2 separate regions of the Mus musculus genome follow, and region 2 is linked to region 1. The links are chromatin contacts, called in public HiChIP or PLAC-seq maps. All regions are on one chromosome and are shown on one strand. Each heading gives the region's core, a stretch centred on a gene start, on an enhancer-like site or on the middle of the called end of the contact. The rest is flanking DNA. Distances are from core to core; before and after follow the strand shown.

Region 1 (3,033 bases), core at 113-2,612:
GGCTTCAACTCCAATCAGAAAAACGCTGGCTATCCCCTTAAGTGGGCACACCTTGACTGGCTTGCACCTGCTGTAACTTGAAAGCCTCACATTAGTGATAGTTCTCCCCCAGCAGCCTACATAGCACCTTCTAGCACTGTGAAATGTCAATAAGTTCAGCTTTGTTTCTTTATGGCCTGAAGCCAAAGCACCTGGTGCCTTGCACAGTTGGGTCTTACCATTGAGTTGCCATGGGCAGTCAACAGCAATGGTCATAGTATTTATTGTTTTGGGAACCAGTGGAGCCTTTCTGACCAACAACTCATAAGGAGGTAGTCCACTCCTAGCATTGAGATTCTGCCCTTCCTTTCTTGCTTCCTGCCTGTGTCTGTGTCTGTAACTGAGTCTGTTTCTGTCTGTGACTGTTTCTGTGTCTGTGTTTGTCTTAGTTCTGTGTGTCTGTCTCTTCCTGTCTGTGTCTGTCTGTGATTGTGACAGTGTCTCTGTCTGTCTGTGACTGTATCTAGTCTGTTTTTCTATGTCTCTGTGTCTATCTGTATCTGTATCTGTCTGTGTGTGTCTCTGTGTCTGTCTGTGTCTCTCATCTGCGACTGTCTGTGACTCTGTCTCTGCTTATGTCTGTCAATGTCTATATTTATCTGTTTGTGTCTATCTGTTTCTGTCTCCGTGTCTCTCTGTCTATGACTGACTGTGTCTGTCAGTGTCTATGTATTTGTCTCTGTCTGTGTGTGCACATGTGTGGCTGTGTGTATGTGGAAGCTGGCGATTGATACTGGGTCTTCCTCTATGGCTCTTCACCTTGTTCTCTCACTCAGTCTGGAGCTCACTGATTTGAGTAGAATAGTTGGGTAGCAATCCCTTGGGCTTCTCCTGCCTGTGCCTCTCCAGTGCTGGGGTTGCATATGTGCTGCCACACCCAGCTTTTACATGGGTGCTGGGCACTGTACCCAGTTCTCATGCTGCATACATACAAGCACTTTACCAGTTTAGCCATCTCCCAAATCCGTGAGACTTCCCTCTGATATCTTTATGTCCTGGGAGTGGCTTTCTCCATCCACACACAGTGCTAAGAACTGTATAAAAAGACTTCCTTTGCTGGGTGGCATAGTTTGGGTTTGTAGTATCTGGGAGGTTTGTTGTACTTTAATCTTTAATACTATTACGTAGGAATCTGAAACAGAAAAGTTAGAAGTACAAGGCTAGCTTGGATCTCTGAGACCTTGCCTTAAGACAAACAAATGTAAAAAATAAAAACAAATTAAAGAAGCTATTATTGGAGGCAGAAGAATGAGCTTTACTGGTTAAAATGTCAGTAGTGCTAATTTGTGTCCTGCCAGCAGGTGGCACCTCGTACCTACTGCCAGCAGCCACACTTTCCTCGTGGAGTCAATAGGTAATGCTATTTAACAGTTATGATGTCCTCTCAGGGCAGCCATTGGAATTTTGAAGGTATTACAGTGAATCTGTGGAATACTTCTGGTAATGTAGTCATTTCCATACAATGAATTCTGCCAACTCAGGAACATAGCGGACGTCCCCATTACCTGGTGTTTTGTTCATCTCCTTCCTCAAGTCGGAACATTCTCATTGTGCAGGCCTTTACCTCCTTGGTTATGGTTTTATCCCTTTTCTTCGTCAATTGTGGACGGGGTAATCTTCCTAATTTCTTTCTTAGCAGATTCAGTATTACTGCATAAGAAAGCTGACCTTGTCTCCTGCCACTGTACTGACCGTGTTGACAGATGGAGCAGTTCTCTGCTAGAGTCCACGGGGTCCTTTAAGGACATCATCTTCCAAGTAGGGATAGTCTTGGCATCTTCCCTTTTGCACCCGTGTTCATCAGGGAAATTGTGTGTTGTGGTTTGTATTTTGCTTGTGTGTGTGATTTGTACGTGTGTCCTTGTTTTGCTGCTGGAAATACCAGCTTCTTAGAATGGCTTTTGTAGTGTTCCTTTCCTTCCCATTTGTGGGACAGTTTCAGAGGCGTTGGTAGATTTTTCCTGCTCAGTTCAGACTGATGCCGCCCAGTCCTGGGCCAGAACCCGGCTCTGGCTGGAGCCTGTGGGAAACTTTTCACTTTGCTTCTGTCCCACAGCTTCTTGGGTCTGTGCGCATTGTTGGTTTCATCTGGCTTTAGTTTGGGCAGGTTGTACACATTCAGAAGTTAACATGCTTCTTCTAGGTGTTTCCACATTTGAGAATATACATTTTAAAAGCATTTCCTAGTAACCTTGTGTATTTCGTTGGTGATAGGTCTCTTCCATCTGTAACTTTATACGTTTGGCCTTGTTTGACTTGTTTTTGCTTGGTTTGGCTTGGGAATTGTGAATCTTGTTAATGTTTTTCAAAGAGGCACTGGTTGATTTTATATAATTACTCTTTACTGTTTCATCCATTTCTGTCCCCATCTTTATTATTTTTTGCTGTCTGTGTATTTGGTTTTAGTGGCTTCTTATTTCTCGAGAACCCTGAGGCAAATCATTTGGTTACCTATTTTGAAATCTCTCTGATTTTTTAATATGAGTGATTAGAATGGTAAGCCTTTCCCTTTGGTTCTTGCGCCACTAGGGCGTGCCACCAGTTTCATCTGGTTCTGGTAATTTTTAAGTTTCCTCTTGGGTTCTGTGGACTACTGTTTTTTTACCAGGGTTTTGTTTGGTCTTTACATGTTTGTGTAGTGTTTGAGGTTTGCTGTTGATTTCTAGGTTCCATTGTGGTCTGATAAGAAACAAGGAATTATTTCAATTAAAAAATATATGTTTAATAACATTTTCTTATTTATTTATGTGTAGGGGAGTGAGTCAGAGGGGGTCTGCATGTATATGTATGCCACAGTGAATGTCAGAAGACCACATAGTGGGTCCCCAGGACTGTGATCTATTTACATTGTTTCCATAAGTATTTACACTCGTTTCATGCATGCCATTTTTCTCTTCTTACCTCTTCTGACTGGTTTTGATTTGCTATCTACCATATCAGATATAGAAATTCCTGAGCCAGCTTGTTTCCAGCGTACTTTTACTTGGTATGTTG
Region 2 (2,740 bases), core at 94-2,593, 520 kb after region 1:
GGGTTTTTGTTTTTTGAGACAGGGTTTCTCTGTGTAGCCCTGACTGTCCTGGAACTCAGTCTGTAGACCAGGCTGGCCCTTGAACTCAGAAATCTGCCTGCCTCTGCCTCCCAAGTGCTGGGATTAAAGTCATGTGCCACCACCGCCCGGCTTTGAGACTGTTTTTAATACTTCAAGGGACTGCACTCCCAGACATTATGCTTAAGTCCATAGGAGATATTATTTAGACATTTATTTCTAATGGTTTTCCTTTAATCCCAGCACTCGGGAGGCAGAGGCAGGCAGATTTCTGAGTTCGAGGCCAGCCTGGTCTACAAAGTGAGTTCCAGGACAGTCAGGGCTATACAGAGAAACTCTGTCTCAAAAAACAACAACAACAACAACAACAAAACAACAAAAAGGAAGAAAGAAAGAAGAGAAGAGAAGAGAAGAGAAGAGAAGAGAAGAGAAGAGAAGAGAAGAAAAGAAAAGTGTATACATTCCCAGAGAGGATAATGAGAATTGATTGCTACCTGACAGCTGAGGGGAAGAGACAAGCTGATTAGAAAAGGCCACAGGAATCATTCAGTCCCTGTTTCTCGGAAGCTTTTCCTAAGAAGTCGTGTCCGTCTGCCCTACTCACTCCCCAGCATCTGGTTTAACTTTCTCTAGTTCCATTGCGCATTACAATCATTTATCACATAAGCAGGTGACCTTGTATTCTAATTTATAAGTATCTATGAAAATGTCTCTCCCAGTAAACTTGCACGTATGCGTGCGGAATGAGCCCTAATAGTTAGACTGGCTCAAATGCTAGTGGTTAGCTCCATTTTCTTAGGCACATGGTTTAATTGCTATATACCTTTGGTTTTTATGACATTCCTAAAATTCCCCACTGTGTCCGGTTGCTGTAAACATGACGGCAATCCGGGTAAAGTATTAGACCAATGTATATACAAAATAAAGCGCAAACCCTTACATACTCATTAACTAACCTGACCTATTTTCCACCCTGCGCATTCTTTTACAGAACCCTCCACTGTCGGGTTGCTTGGGTAGCTCTCCCGGCCCAGCATCGATACACGTGGTTTGGGTCTGTGGGCCTTGTCCCGAGATCGACTCCTGACTGGCTCTGCCAAAGAGAAAGCCCCGCCCTTCGGTCTGCCAGTCAGACCCGCGCAAGAGCCCGCTCTCCCCGTCCCGCTTCCTGTTGCTAGGCTTACAAGGAGCAGGCCCAGACTGCGCATGCTCAGACTCCGGAGGCCGCTTTCCCGTTGGGCGGAAGAAGGTGACGTCAACGGCTTCTAGAGAGTCCTCCCCTAGCCCGGGGAACGTTAAATCTGTGGGCCCTCTGATGGCGTCACAAGTCCGCGCCTGATCCTGGCTACGGCTGAAGCGGCGAAGGCGGCAGCGGCAGCGGCAGCGGCAGCGGCGACGGCGGCGGCGGCGGCGGCGGCGGCGGCGACAGCTCTGGGGTTCGCGTCTCGGGGTGTGTCGGCCGCCGCTGCTGCTCAGGCCTGGAATGTACAGATGGCTGGCTAAGGTTCTCGGCACCATTCTTCGCTTGTGTGAGCGGCCCGCGCCCGGGGCCCGCGCCCTACTCAAGAGGCGGCGCTCCAGCAGGTAAGGTGGCCGCGCGCCGGTCGGGTCCCCTCCCCCGCGCTGGCGTTGGGCGCCGCGGGCCTGTGGGAACCGGCGACTACGGGACCGCGGAGGCCTGGGGAGAGTCCGTCCCTCTAGCTGCGAGCGGAAGGGGAACGGGAGGCCGGCGATGTGCTGCTCGCCGGATACGGCTCCTGTCGCCCGGTGTCGTCGCGGGCGGACAGCGCAGGAGCGAGTCACTAGGTTAGGAGTTTGCCCGTAGTCGTTTGACTGCGAGTGCTGTTGTCTTCGCACCGAGGAACAGCAGTTGTCTTGTTCGACAGCAACTGTCGGGGTGTGTGTGTTGGGCTGCAGGGGAAGGGAATGGTCCTGTTCTTTAACATCCTTGTAAGAGGCAGAAAGTATTTACGTACCGCACTCTTGTAAGATTCGGTTAAAATTAGAAGGAAATGACAAATATTAGTACTTAGCATCTACTCCTTTATTTACTTTACAGTGTCTTCCCTTTTAAGGGTTTATCTAGAAAACAAAATATTCTACAACTTCTATACTCCCCCCTGTCTCCCACTCTTACATTCTCCCTCCCTTTCCTTCCTCTGCTATGTCTACTTCACTTATTATTATGATGATGGTGATTATTTTTGTTTCCAGGTCAAGAGAAGTGGACAAAAGATTGGATTAGGGGAAGTAGATCAAAATGATTCATAGATGACTCCAGGAATGTAGGTCATTGGTGAAACTGGTTGTTCGCTAAACTGTAGCATGTAGTCCCATGGCTTCTACAGTTCCATGGGGTTCAGATAAGAATCGGTTAAGATGTTATAAAGTTCTCAAACTGATGCTTATGTAAGAATAGTTTATTCTCCCCCAACTGGATCTGGTGCACAATGAAACTGCATATTTATCGAACAGGGACTGGTGATCGCCTCACATTTTCATTCATAGTCCCTCGGAGTCAGCAGTATGCCGACCCAAACCTGAGTGTGGATGTGTCCTGGCCAGCCTTGACTTCTAGCTGCTTTCTGTTCTTTACTACATTCGGGGGCTCGTGGGTTATTTTGTTTTGTTTTGTTCTTTTGTTTTTTGAGACAGGGTTTCTCTGTGCAGCCCTGGCTGTCCTGGAACTCACTCTGTAGACCAGGCTGGCCTCGAACTCAGA

Evidence for each region. HiChIP or PLAC-seq counts read pairs in DNA pulled down with a chosen protein or histone mark.
Region 2: a contact with region 1 is called in an H3K4me3 HiChIP or PLAC-seq map of pro-B cells, with 11 times the contacts expected there. The contact joins the promoter of Senp2 here to the enhancer-like site in region 1. A contact is called at or near these places in 9 of 39 promoter capture datasets (the C10 cell line, the HPC-7 cell line, cranial neural crest and 4 more), 2 of 15 datasets of contacts at CTCF or cohesin (large pre-B cells and pro-B cells), 9 of 484 Hi-C or Micro-C datasets (B cells, cerebellum, embryonic limb bud and 4 more) and 5 of 115 datasets of contacts at active chromatin or transcription factors (the 230-238 cell line, the SCID.adh cell line, embryonic stem cells and 2 more).

Annotation. Positions count from the first base shown.
Region 1 is chr16:21,487,244-21,490,276 of GRCm38.p6, forward strand. All of the region lies in intron 20 of Vps8 (VPS8 CORVET complex subunit), which reads left to right. Among named protein-coding and RNA genes, the nearest start is that of Vps8, 66 kb to the left of the region's middle. Within about 2 kb of position 1,363, at least 6 of the 459 cell types and tissues checked have an H3K27ac peak or open chromatin away from gene starts, as enhancers often do. A contact at or near this core is called in the SCID.adh cell line and pro-B cells, where this site is marked.
Region 2 is chr16:22,008,141-22,010,880 of GRCm38.p6, forward strand. It overlaps Senp2 (SUMO/sentrin specific peptidase 2), which reads left to right and starts at 1,344. Exons shown (of 17, transcript NM_029457.3): 1 at 1,344-1,602. The coding sequence starts at 1,502.